Linked DNA regions of Mus musculus: all the other regions are linked to region 1. The links are chromatin contacts, called in public HiChIP or PLAC-seq and promoter capture Hi-C maps. All regions are on one chromosome and are shown on one strand. Each heading gives the region's core, a stretch centred on a gene start, on an enhancer-like site or on the middle of the called end of the contact. The rest is flanking DNA. Distances are from core to core; before and after follow the strand shown.

Region 1 (3,167 bases), core at 479-2,978:
CGTTGGAGAAGTTAAGGGCAGAATTATATAAACCCCAGCTCTGATTCCCATGAGGAGGGAGTAGTATCTGGGGAAGAGGGCACACGGCTAAATGCCATGGCTTCTAGGTTCTATTCTTGGTCCCTCCCTTGAGCCATTCTAACCACAAACCAACCCCCCCACCCCCCACCTTCTGCCTTTAGGAGGATTAAGACATCATGAATAGAGATGCATGGCCCCATCCTGTTCTCAGCCACCCATCCCTCTTCTAGCTTCTCCTCCTCTGGCCCAGCATGCCTTTGGCCAGCACTCATGGATAGGCCAGGCCTATCATCCCTGCAATGATGTCCCGGCCACATCTCACATTCCACATCTCACACTCCTTTATGCTCCCACACCTCAGCCCTGGAGCCCCAGATCCATTATCAAGAATGAGTTTTTGAAGCCATTGGCTCAGCCCAGCCTTCCACTGAGGCCCCACGTAGGGACCTAAGACAGCATGGTTTTGTTCGCAAGCCCTTATAACTCCTTCGATAACTACACCGTAGTGAGTTGTCATCGCAGTTCAACACTTACATTCTCCAGCATGCATTCATTCTGGAAGACAGTCATACAACGCAGGAGTCCTATGGTGAGTGAACCAATCTCTGAGGAGGCCTATCCCACCCGTGCTCTCTCTCCGTGCTCCCACCCATCTTCCTCTCCGACACTTGGGTTACATTAAGGACCCTCCTGCCTGGTGCCCTAGGGAAAGGGCCTGCTCTGCTCACTTGGCAAAAGGCCCGGCTTCCAAAAACACATTCTCTTCGGATCTACGCTCTGTTGGTCCCAACAACCTTCTCTGGGATCGTCCAGCTTTGGGATAGAAATCAAAGCCCCTGGTTTTCTATAGAGAGCAGAGGAGGAAGAAGAGAGAGGATTCAGTGCTCTGGGACTCACCTGACATGTCTTCTGGGCACGGAGATGGGAGAGGGGGGGCATGTCGATAAAATGATACGCCTCATGGTTTAGGACACAAGGGTCCCAGTCCCAAGACTCTGCCGGGCCCGCACAGTCTGGATGGCCTGTTGATTCTTGAACTTGACCAGGCCCAGGGTGATCTGAGCGTTCCAGCCAGGGTCTTCGAGGGGGCAGCGGAAGTCGATCTCGCCCCCGCCTTCGGTCACTAGCGTGAAGTAGATGTGGCGCCCGGTGCTCTCTACGCACTCCACGGCTTTGATGCGGGCGAAGCTGAGCTCCTTGGGCCGGCCGCCCGTGCCCTTGGCCTCGAAGAGCTGCAGCCCGCGCTCGGTGAGCACGCAGCGCTTCCGCTTCCACAGCTGCAGCAGCCCGCCGCTGCGCTTCTCCAGCACGCCCTCCTTCAGCACGGTCGCCGCCGCCGTCATGGGCACCCCGAGGTTCCCACAGCTCTGGAGGCTGCGGCGATCCCGGCTGTCCCGGCTCTACAGCGCCGGCTTCTCGCGCCCTGGAGCTGGTTGGCCTTGCTCCCTGTGCGGTCGAGCCTGCGGCCCGGGCCGCCTCGCAGACAGCGGGTACCGGGAGGCTCGTGCGATGCTACTCTCTCGCCGCCGGCTTGGAACCCTGCGCGCCGCTTCGACCTCCCCGAGCCTCTACCCGGTGCCCTGCGCCTCGCCGCCCGCACGCCCGCTCCCCTGCGCTCCGTCTGCGAGCTGGGCGGCTGCTGGCGGGATGTGCCCTTACATGTTCCACCGCTCGCCTCCTGCGCCGCCCGCCGCGCATTCCTGCCCCGCTGGCCCTCCCCTCTGCGCCGCGCACCCGCCCGGACAGGGCCCCGGGGGGCGGGGCTGCAGTGGGGCTCCAACACCCATCAGCAGCGCGGGCCCGGGAGGGGGCTGCTTTCTCAATAGCCTGCGGGCTGCCCCTTCTTAAAACACCGCTCCGAGCCCCTCACCCGACCCCCAGCCTCAACCGTTCACCCCGGCCTCACACCCGGGGCATAGCAGAAGGAGAAAGAGGAGAAGTGGGGGAGGGCCGAGGATCCTCTCCTAGAGGAGCCAGGTCATTGCTGGCCTGGGGTGGGGCCGGCTTGACGATAACGCAGTGGCACCATGGCAGGGTGGGTGTCAAATACCCGCTGCTTCTCAGAGCACGAGAGTTCTGGTCGCCCAGCCTCTGCCAAAAGCTAGTGTTGGGTCTGTCCACCATCATCAGCAGATGTCTCTCTGCTGGGCTCAAGGGAGGCTGGCCACAGATCTGACAACCTACTCTCCCACCTTTCCCTGCCTCTACTTAGGTAGGCGTTAGAAAATAGTGTGTATAAAGTGGGGAGAGAGAAATCCTGATGGATCAATGGGAAGTAGACACACGTGCTGTGGGTGTGGGGTTGTCTCACAGAGCATTGACTTGGAGCCCAACCATGCCTACTGCAGTTAGCCCTCAGCCTTGTGGCTTCTCTGCAGAGTCCACAGCAGAGAATGGGCTTCTCCTGGGACACTATGCTGAAGGGAGACAGGCTTTTCTCAGTTGACTTCAAACCTCTCCTACCTGGCCAATGGCTCTAACCTTATTCCATACTTTCATGTATCAAATGGGATAACTAATCCATTCTGATCTGGTAGGATTGTTGCGAAGAGCAACTTAGTGACCATTCGTGAAGACCCGGGACAGATCTGCCAACTCAGTTATTTCTCTCTTCCTACTATGTCTTCCATCATATAAGGTCAGAAGCCGGAGAAAGATGTCTCTCCTAGGACCTCCCTCATCTGGCCCTCTTGGTCAACCCCTCCAGGCCAAAGTTTCTTAAACACCTACTCATGGACATGTTAATCGTAAAGGTTCTGGGACTAATGATAAATAATTAGTCAGAAAGAAGACCTCTTTGTACTCACACCTCCTGTTTTGGTCCTCGGTGTCGAAAAACTAACGGGCACAGGGAGGATTCTGTTGTGAGCCGGGGGTATCCTCCCCTGCAGAACCAAGCCAGCTGTGGAGAGAAAGAGTCATCAGTTTCCCATCCAGAGCCCTGTCTGTCCCTCCCTCTGACCTTCTCCCTGTCCCTCAGCTCCCAACTCCCACAATGCCACTCCAGGAGAGAGATTAGACAGTGCCCTTAGGGACTTGTCGGCCAGCCACTATGGTGTGGCTTTCCCCTCAGCCTTCTTCTAGGGACTGCTGAGTTGACCAACCTGGCAGAATCCTGCCTTAACCAACCCTCTCTCCTTTAGGAA
Region 2 (3,167 bases), core at 461-2,960, 280 kb after region 1:
TTTTTTTTTTTAGATTTATTTATTATTATATGTAAGTACACTGTAGCTGTCTTCAGACACACCAGAAGAGGGTGTCAGATCTCATTACGGATGGTTGTAAGCCACTATATGGTTGCTGGTATTTGAACTCAGGACCTTCGGAAGAGCAGTCAGTGCTCTTACCGGCTGAGCCATCTCACCAACCTATGCTTAGATACCATGTCATCAGATACCAGGACCTTGACCTTGGGCACAGAATTCTGTAGATAACTATAAGGGCCCTTGGCTCTCCAGACTGTAAGTGCCACTGTCCTAACAGGTTGACCATAAAGCATCGTCTGGACACTGTGCCTTATTTGTTTCAAGTGCCATTCTACCTAGGACTGGATCTCTAGTGACCCCAATGCCACCATTTGTACATATCAGACGTTTAGGAGAGAGGGTGAGTGAGGGTGTGTGGGGACCAGAGTAAGGAAGAGTTGACGAAGTTGACAAGAGTTGGGACCAGGCAGGCAGATGTTTTCTCGATTTTCTGTTACATCATCAAAAAGAGCAGCAGACGTGCCCTGGTATGCGTCAGAGTGGCGTTGTACTCCGGTGGTGTGCTATGGTGTGCTAGTTCTGTGTTTATTTACACCAACTCCCTTTCTAAATGCCTTAGGGGACCCTGGCAGACACTTTAGAAATTATGGCTGAGTGACTCGAGAAAAGGGTAGTGATGGAAACCTGCGATTCCAGAGCTGAAAAGAATGACCAAGGGAGGGTAGGACATGGGGGATGGGGGAAGCAGGACATGGGAGATGGGGGATACTTGTCTTGACTTCCCCTTCAGCTAGGTTTGCTCTCAGAAATATTTCCCAATTCTGCAAAACTAACCTTTGATTTTTCCCAAGTTGAGTCTAGGTCAGAATTTGTTTCTAAATGTGGCAACGGATAACCCTCAAGTGGTGGGCTCCTTGGCTACGGTAACTTCTTTCTTTGCTTCTTTATTTAATGGCCAGTGACAGATCAATAGGACTTAATTCTGACTTCAGGGACCCCTAATTCACTGTTGTGAGTTAAGGCTCAGCATCTGGGAGCTGGGACGATTAGTCAGACAGTTCTGTTACTCAGACTGAACTTCAGCACCTGTTAGGGGTTGAAGGGGAAATGTCCCAGCTGTGGTGCTGTTTGCAGGGTGGCAGAACCTTTAAGAGGGAGCCTCACTGGAGGAAGAGGATCACTAAAGATGGTTGGTGAGGTAGTATGGCCTGGCCCCACTCTCTGTTCTTTCTCTGCTTCCCGAGTGAGAAGGATACAGTTGTGGCTGGATGCAGCCAGCTAGGCGGTTTCCTCGCGATGGACCGTGTCCCACCCATTCCCGGAACTCTGAAGCAAAATAAACCTTTCTCCCTTACATTGCTCTGGCCAAAGTATTTTGTCTCAGCAGAGAGAACGTCATTAAATCAGAAAGTGCTTTTAATTACTAACACTATTAGTTTTCTCGATTGGAGTAGTGTGCACTTACTGCTAATCTGTCTTGAAGTCGAGTTCTCCTGTGTAATCCCCGTTCTTCAGAGTTTCTTCCTGGTGATCTTTACCTTTGCTGAAAACTTGACATAACTCCCAGTTTAAAACAACCAGGTACTGGCACCCTTCTGACCAGCTGCCTCCTCTTACTCAGGGGCCGAACCCATCCTTCCCTCCCATTGTCTGGCCTTGTTGGCTGGATTTGCCTGGCTTGCCTCTGGCCCTGCCAAACCACAGACATGTAACGGAGCAGACATTCTACTCCCCCTCGCTCCAGGAGTTGTCCGAGTCCACACAGGGGTGAGAAGATAACTGACTTTAAGGATAGCAAAAGATGGTCTTGGTATACTTTCAAAGCTAAGCACCGCACAGTTGCCCAATTTTGTTCTAATTCTTCCACCGCCGCTATGTCTCTCTCCAGCTTGTCCCTGCCTGCCTCCCTTTTTCTTTTAGACCAAGCCTCTCTCATTAACATGACTTGCCATCTTCCTGCCTAAACCGTCAGAGCGCTGGGATAACCAGCAGGTGCTGCCACTTACAGCCCTGTTGTCTTTTTTGGAAAACACTCTGACCTTTTTCACCTCCTAAATATTTTCTGAAGACCATGGCTACAAACCCAGCGTGTACCCTAACAGTTCTTCCACGTTCGGTGTCAGTGAGAAGGACAGATGCAGTTCAGTCACACACTGTAGCCTTCTCAGGTCATGACTGCTACAGCCGTTAATGAATTTCAGTTCCTCTAAGCTGACACCTAGAGCAGTGACCTACAGCTTCTTATGTAGGACAGAGCTTTCCAGGACAAATGAAATGCAAGCCCCGTGTGTAACTTTAAACTTTCTAGTAAAAACAGTTTTTTAAAAGTAAAGCAGAAGTTAGCTATGTTCGGGCTGGTGAGATGGCTCAGTGGGTTAGAGCACCCGACTGCTCTTCCGAAGGTCCAGAGTTCAAATCCCAGCAACCACATGGTGGCTCACAACCATCCGTAACAAGATCTGACTCCCTCTTCTGGAGTGTCTGAAGACAGCTACAGTGTACTTACATATAATAAATAAATAAATCTTTAAAAAAAAAAAAAAAAAAAAAGAAGTTAGCTATGTTCTTTTAAAACGAATACATCAAAAATATTGTTTTAAAATAGAATTTATATAAAATTATTAATAAAATTTTTTTCCATTTTTTTTCTTCCTACTAATAAGTCTTTGAGCTTGCCACATTCCAGGTACTCTGTGACAACAGGGTCAGCACAGATCTAGATCACCACGCTGCTTTTAAAAAGAGGAAAATTTAAAACAATTCAACAAGCTGTGCAGCCAACTCCCATCACCATGGACAGGACCCAGGCTCCATGATGGATTGTGCACTCTTAAACCTGGAGCCAAAATAAACCAAAATGGGAGGGAAGCTGAGGGGCAGTGAACAAGGGAGTCTGTTTGCTGGAGCCACCCATATCCCCGTGACTCTGAGTCACCCGGGGAAAGCATGGAATCTCACCTCCCTGAAGAACGAACAGAAGACAAATGAATAGTGCGATCTCTTTGCAATCCTAGGTTGGTTGAATTAATTCGAGTCCTAAACATGTTCCCTTGTTTAGATGCATTGACTTAGGCTTAGCCTGAGACAAATAGTTCTTTGTGTCATTTGCTTGAGATTTCATAACTTTGTCTCTTCCTAACAAGAGT
Region 3 (3,167 bases), core at 251-2,750, 280 kb before region 1:
CAGAGGGAAAGGCTCCAGGCAACCTTGAATGTGCACTGCTCTCACAGGGCCCCTGGTCCTCCAATCCCTCACTAGACAATGTCTGTGTGCTTTCTCCCTAGAACCCTGGCCTCTCCCATATTCAGTCTCAGCATACACACTAATCTCTCTGGAAATGTTAGGTGACTGCACCAGCTAGCAAACATTGCAAGGTGGAGGGTGGGCATAGACAATAATTCAGGAATCACAAAATTCAACAATCCCTTTTTATTTAGTCCTTGATGTAAACACAATGTCAGTGGACCCTAGAAGCTTACAAGTCTTGGGGTGGGGGAGGCGTTAAGTCCAGAAGAGACTGAAGGGTGGGAGAGGGGAGGTGATCACTCGCTGTCAAGGAAGCCAATGGGCACCAGCGACCTCTCCCTCCCTCTCTCTCTCTCTCTCTCTCTCTCTCTCTCTCTCTCTCTCTCTCTCTCTCTCTCTCTCACACACACACACACACACACACACACACACACACACACACACACTTCCCCTAAGTCTGTCAGCTCCAGGGTGCTGAATGCAAGCAGCTGCCTGTCTTCACTTCCCTCGTCCCTCCCTCAGAATTCCTGCTCTTTAGAGGCCATCAAGCTCCTCGCTAGTATTTGAGGCCATCTTGTGGAAGGTTCAGGCATAACAGAAAGTGTGGCTGACTTCCAGGGGACTTGGTGTGGTGGACAGCAGAGCTTCGCTGAGGCTGGTCCAGGAGCTGTCCAGGGCTCTGCTCCTCACCGCAGACATCAGCTCCTGGGATCCGTATCTCGCCATCTCTACCCCAGGCCCTCACATCTGGCTCAAGTGGGTGGAGGTGGGATCACAGACCTCGAACACCACTGTTCTTTGTCCCGCACAGATGACCCAGAAGCCCCCAAAGCTGTTCCCTAGAGGGGCAAGTCCAGGCCTCTGGCCAGATCAAAGGCTGGGTTCCTCCGACTCCAAAAAAGGCGACGAGGAAAAGGGGGATCCACTGGACTCGGCCACCAAGGAAGAGGGCTGCGGCACGTTGCTGTGGCCCGTGTGGGCGGGCGGCGGGGAGGTGGCGGGAGGTGGCGCGCCGTCGGGGGTGGCGCTCAACAGCTCCTGCAGGTACTTGATGTAGCGGATGGCGGCGCGCAGTGTCTCCACCTTGCTGAGCCGCTTCTCAGTCAGGGCGCCGGGGAGGTGGCCGCGGAGGCGCGCGTAGCCCTCATTCACGCACTTGACGCGCTGCCGCTCTCGCTCGTTGCGCTTCTGGATGAAGGCAGGCTCGAACGGGTAGTCGTAAACCCCGAAGGCGCCGGGAAAGGGCACGTAGGGGAACACCCCAGTGTAGGCGTCGTAGTAAGGCGGCTCGGAGTGGCCGGGGTACAATAGAAAGGGTACGTTGCTCAAGGGTTCGGTGGCTGCCAGCGGCGTCTGTCCAGCAGGGGCCACGACACCTAGCTGCATGCCCCCCGGGGGCCCACGGTCCACCAGAGCTCGGCAGAAGTTACTGTTCATTGTGCCTCGTGGAGCTGGACCCAGAGTGAGGCCCTCTGAAAGGCCTCTGCACGGGCTCTGTGTGGTCCTGACAAAGGGGACAAGTCACATTGCTAGCACTCTGGGGTGCTGCGAGTTGCTAAGGCTTCATTTTGCCTTTTTGGGTTGGCTTGGACTCCTTAATGTGAGTCATAGCTCTGGACAAGTGCAGCAGCTAGCAGAGGCACAGCAGGTATCTGCTGTGGTCGCGCCTGCGGTGACATGTGTTGAGCAATCTGAGCACTTTCTCCCTCTTCCCTGCCTGGTCCTCCTGGACTGAGAGTCTTGCCTCTTCCTGCAGTCCAAGGCCGCCAGCACTGCCCCTGGCTCTAGCTGCGAGCCTCCATGACCAGATTCCCCCAGCGCCCAATTCTTGTTCCTCACTGGATCTTTTTGCAGGATCCCGGATCTGCGGGGGATGTGGGCAGAGGCGGAGAGCCCGTCAGCTCAGCAGAAGAGTTCCCAGAACTTTGCTAAAAGTAGAGAAAAGTGAACATATCACTAAGGAAAGGCCTTTGTGGTACTCCTATCTCCAGAAACAATCAAGAGGAAAGAGGGCGGGGATTTGGAGAACTGTTGGTCTGAGCTCAAATCTAGGGTTCACTCCTCAATAGTCAAGTGACATACATCTTAGAGTCAGAATTCCATATTTGGAGAGACAGAAAACATCCTTTATAGTTCCTAAGATGAGAACCAAAAGAGTACAAACACATTCCAAAGCACCCGGTACTTGGCCTGGCAGATAACGGCAGCCATTAATATCATTTCCTCTGAGAATTCAGATCATCTCCTCAAGGCTACCTTCCAGGGCCTGACAACTAAAACTTGAGACAGTCTACTGGGACAGGGGGTTTAGAGAGATGGCTTTGTGATTAAAAGCAGGTACTGCTTTTTACAGAGGACTGGGTTTCCAGCAGCCAGGAGCTCACAACTGCCTGTAACACTCACTATAGAGGATCAGAGTCCCTTTGCTTCCAAGAGCACTGTGTCCACCTGCACATATCCATACAGAGACACATTTAACTGTAATACCATTGTTTAACGGAGCTAATCGAACTAGCAGGAGGAGTTGGAGCAACTATCTCAAGTTAGCCCAAGCCCCTCTCTGGTGAATGAAAGATAACCCTGATTACAAAGCCCTGGGGGTTAGCTATTTCAAAGCTTCCTGCCCCGCAGACTGTTGTCACCTTCCCCTTCCCTGTCCCAGGTCACATGGGTCCAGGAGGACATATGGGTCTCAAACCCTCTTGGCTTTCTCCTCTATGGCACCTTACAAGGTGTCTTCTTTTTTTCTTTTCTTTTCTTTTCTTTTTTCTATCTTTTTCTTTCCCCTTTGGCTTTTGGAGACAGGATTTCTCTGTGTAACCTTCACTGTCCTGGAACTCACTCTGTACCTGGCCAAGCTGAGCCATGTCCCTAGTATGTAATAGATGCTTCATAAATCCTGTCTGAATAACCAAGAAAGAGGATTAGGCCAAAAACTGGGTTTGCCAGGGTGGGGCATAATTACACGTAGCCATTCCCTGGTTTTAGAAAACTGTTATTTAGGAAATAATTGGTCTGTGTTGAGTTTAAGTGCTGCCAGAGCTCATCAGCTGTGCATATCAGATTTGAGCACTATGCCCTGCCTCTCTGGCCCTGCTCCCTGT
Region 4 (3,167 bases), core at 345-2,844, 260 kb after region 1:
TAGTAGCTGGAAATTAGAGGCAAGCAGGTCAGAAATATGAAGGGACTTTAAGCCCAGGCTAAGGAGCAGTACATTAAGGGACCAGTGAGTGTTCAAAGACTGTGGAGAAGTCTGTAGAGAATGTTCTGGAAGAGAGAAGTTTCCGGCATAAAAGAAGAAGGAGGGAGAGCCCTGAGTCCCAGACACACCTTAAAGAGGGTTTATGGCACATTGGGACCAATAGGCAATTTGTAAAGAACTGGTATCATACAGTCCTTCCCACTGTTGAATTCTCAGTGTCTTCCCATTCTTGACACTCTGGCAGTGCGCCCAGAGCTCTATGCTCCTATAAACACAGGCTTTCTGTGTAAGAAAGTGACTTTTCAGGCTTGGAACATTTCCCCCATGTTATTTTAAGTTCTTCTCTTTTCTTTTCTTTTCTTTTCTTTTCTTTTCTTTTCTTTTCTTTTCTTTTCTTTTCTTTTCTTTTCTTTTCTTTTCTTTTCTCTTCTCTTCTCTTCTCTTCTCTTCTCTTCTCTTCTCTTCCTTTCTTTCTTTCTTCTTCTTTTTTTTTTTTTTTTTTTTTTTTTTAGTTTTTCGAGATAGGGTTTCTCTGTATAGCCTTGGCTGTCCTGGAACTCACTCTGTAGACCAGGCTGGCCTTGAACTCAGAAATCCGCCTGCCTCTGCCTCTCAAGTGCTGGGATTAAAGGCGTGAGCCACCACCGCCCAGCTTAAATTCTTGTCTGATACTGTACTAGATGGTCAGGTTTTGATCCTGGCGATCTGCCCACTGTATGCCTACTTTTTAAAAGTAGGGTTTTAACAGCTTTAAAACCGAAGGTTTGGAGTTATCACTCAGAGGTCAGCCCTTACCTAACACGAAGGGCCCTGGGCTCAATCCCTAGCGTACAATGAGAGTATTTTACCAGTGGGTCCTTAAGGCAAACACATATTTGGGATTTACTCTCGGGCATCCTGGGTTTCTGAGCTCTTTTGCCAGGCTCAGTGACCTAGATGGCAGCAGTGTTCCCCGGATACACATCCTAGACCTTGCTCCCTCGCCCCTTGCTCCTACGTGGAAAAGATTCCCTGTCTCGTAGATACCTCTCATGAATTCTAGGTTATTATGCTTGCAGTTCCCGTGGTGAGTGTAGCCCACCATGGCCCAGCTCTCAGCAATCAGGATGCATTGTAAAACTTTGAGCTAGCATGAGCGGCGTGTTAATTCATTAATTTTCCTCGTGTCATCATTAAGAATCCTCCTCTTCCACTCTTAGAAATTAAATATGGAGGAGGTACAGTAATTACACCTGCCCTCCCCCATTATTTATAGAAATTGCTTTCAATCTATATACATGATCTTTGTGTTTGCCATTAGAGCCCAGGTGGGTTTTTTTTTTTTATTCTGAGGTCCTTTTAGGGAAACCCAGGCAAAATATCAGCTTGCCTGTGGCTTGATGGCTTCTGTTCCTACCTTCAGTTGTCACACCAGAGAACCTAGAAGCTTCCATCAGACTCCACCCCTGACCTCGAAACCCCAGGGCAGAGAAAAGACCAAGTCTTCTGCTTGAGAAACTTCCCATGAGCCTCTGCAGGAGGGAGGGGATCATTGCTTAGTCATGCACATGGGAGCTCTCAGGTTCTGAGGCACTAATTCTGGGAACCGGCACAGAGCTAATCATTATAGAAGTAGCTCGGATTCCCCCGAGGGTCCAGTCTCCGGGGAAAGTGTTGCTGGTCTAGAGAAGCCGTGAGCCCGTAGGAACATCCCAAAAGAAGTTCTCGACTTGGTGTCTGGGTTTCAAATACCAATCTGCTCTTGGCAAGCCTTGGCTTCACTCCGTCTTTGTTTTTATAAATGCAGGCTAGCTCATTCTAACTCTGAACACTTCTGCCAGTAAAACAATACATCCAAATACAATAACACTGGTCACGATCTCAGTCCAGAGATTCAAGGATAATCAGAATATTTATTTCTGTCAGCCTCCCTTACCCACACCTCTGTCTGACCTTTACATTTAGCAGGGAAATTCAGAGGCGAGGCGGGGGAAATATATTGAAAGCAATAGAGGGTGGAATTTGAAGCCATGGATGTCACTCTTGTCTTCCTGAAATGGTTTTCTGCATGTCCAGGCAGATAGCATACCCCTGTAATCCTAGCACATAGGAGGTGGGGGCAGAAGGATCGGGAGTTCAAGCCCAGCCTAAGCTATATAAGACCATCTCCAAAAAAAAAAAAAAAAGTTAAAAGTAAAGTTTTGGGTCTTTTGTTTTTGTTTGTTTGTTTGTTTTGGTTTTTTAATAAAGAGGAGGAAAAGAAGAAATGGCTTGAGCGTTGGATGCAGCAGAGTCCCCTGCATGCACCCACTTGCTCCTCTGTCTACTCTAGCTGAGAGCATCTGCATCGGAATCAGGAGCTGCGGAGCGGCTGCTCTGGTGTGCCCGCACCTCTGCTCCTACCATCACGATGACTCCTTCCCAAGATGTGGGTGCATTTCCAAGTCTGTTCATGCCCCCATGTATAATTTAATTATTAAATACAAAGAAAGTCACTTCTTATCAGAACTATTATGGGATCCACAGAAATGCTGAAAAAGGCAAATTACTGAGAAAACTTGATGGGGGCAGGGAGCGATAAAAAAAAATCTTAAAGTTTAGAGATTTTAAAAGTTCTAGAAAGCTATTGTTTTCATATTGTCTTGCATCATTAAAACCCTGTCCCATTTTTAAAGCTGACGGTGGTGGATACAGTGCGCTGTGGATCTGGGCCTGAGGAGCTGAGTTGGGAAGGTGGGAGAAACCCCTGTGGGTTCTAGGATTCTGAGCTGCAGGCACTGAGGTTCGCTGGCACCTTTCTGTGTAATTTGCTGTACAAGGACTTGCGGCTGTGGGGATTTTACACATAATGAGTGCCCGGGGCTCTTCCCTGGGAAGAAAGGACCTTTCTACACTTAACGTAGAAATGTAGACGAGGGGCCGTCTGTACCAGATGAGTTGCAGTGTTTTCGTATGGAGGGAAACCCTCCTACTCAGAATGCTCCAGAAGGAGTGGCAGGTGGACCCTGCCAACCAAAGCAGGGTTTTACACACTGTGGTTTTCTGCTCAACACACAAGGTGAAAGAGTTGTTCCTCCTTAATGTGAGATTGGAAAGTGCAGGGTTAGTTTTCGATACAGCTTATTTCT

The links. Promoter capture Hi-C pulls out the DNA fragments that hold promoters and counts their contacts. HiChIP or PLAC-seq counts read pairs in DNA pulled down with a chosen protein or histone mark.
Region 2: an H3K4me3 HiChIP or PLAC-seq map of embryonic stem cells shows a contact between it and region 1, with 11 read pairs. The contact joins the enhancer-like site here to the promoter of Phlda3 in region 1. A contact is called at or near these places in 3 of 39 promoter capture datasets (3T3-L1-derived adipocytes, the HPC-7 cell line and cranial neural crest), 4 of 115 datasets of contacts at active chromatin or transcription factors (embryonic hindbrain, embryonic stem cells and pancreatic cancer cells) and 2 of 9 other capture datasets (adipose tissue and liver).
Region 3: a contact with region 1 is called in a promoter capture Hi-C map of fetal liver, with 7 times the contacts expected there. The contact joins the promoter of Ascl5 here to the promoter of Phlda3 in region 1. A contact is called at or near these places in 4 of 39 promoter capture datasets (cranial neural crest, fetal liver, hematopoietic stem and progenitor cells and 1 more), 1 of 115 datasets of contacts at active chromatin or transcription factors (pancreatic cancer cells) and 1 of 9 other capture datasets (liver).
Region 4: an H3K4me3 HiChIP or PLAC-seq map of embryonic stem cells shows a contact between it and region 1, with 13 read pairs. The contact joins the enhancer-like site here to the promoter of Phlda3 in region 1. A contact is called at or near these places in 2 of 39 promoter capture datasets (cranial neural crest and embryonic stem cells), 1 of 484 Hi-C or Micro-C datasets (embryonic stem cells), 3 of 115 datasets of contacts at active chromatin or transcription factors (embryonic midbrain, embryonic stem cells and pancreatic cancer cells) and 2 of 9 other capture datasets (liver and pancreatic islet).

Annotation. Positions count from the first base shown.
Region 1 is chr1:135,764,646-135,767,812 of GRCm38.p6, reverse strand. Phlda3 (pleckstrin homology like domain, family A, member 3) reads right to left here and starts at 1,728. Exons shown (of 2, transcript NM_013750.2): 1 at 919-1,728. The coding sequence starts at 1,364. The coding sequence ends at 987.
Region 2 is chr1:135,483,899-135,487,065 of GRCm38.p6, reverse strand. The region is part of intron 3 of Nav1 (neuron navigator 1); the gene reads left to right. Among named protein-coding and RNA genes, the nearest start is that of Gm32940, 27 kb to the left of the region's middle. Within about 2 kb of position 1,710, at least 20 of the 459 cell types and tissues checked have an H3K27ac peak or open chromatin away from gene starts, as enhancers often do. A contact at or near this core is called in embryonic stem cells, where this site is marked.
Region 3 is chr1:136,049,137-136,052,303 of GRCm38.p6, reverse strand. It overlaps Ascl5 (achaete-scute family bHLH transcription factor 5), which reads right to left and starts at 1,500. Exons shown (of 1, transcript NM_001270609.1): 1 at 934-1,500. The coding sequence starts at 1,500. The coding sequence ends at 934.
Region 4 is chr1:135,500,773-135,503,939 of GRCm38.p6, reverse strand. The region is part of intron 3 of Nav1 (neuron navigator 1); the gene reads left to right. Among named protein-coding and RNA genes, the nearest start is that of Gm32940, 9.7 kb to the left of the region's middle. Within about 2 kb of position 1,594, at least 20 of the 459 cell types and tissues checked have an H3K27ac peak or open chromatin away from gene starts, as enhancers often do. A contact at or near this core is called in embryonic stem cells, where this site is marked.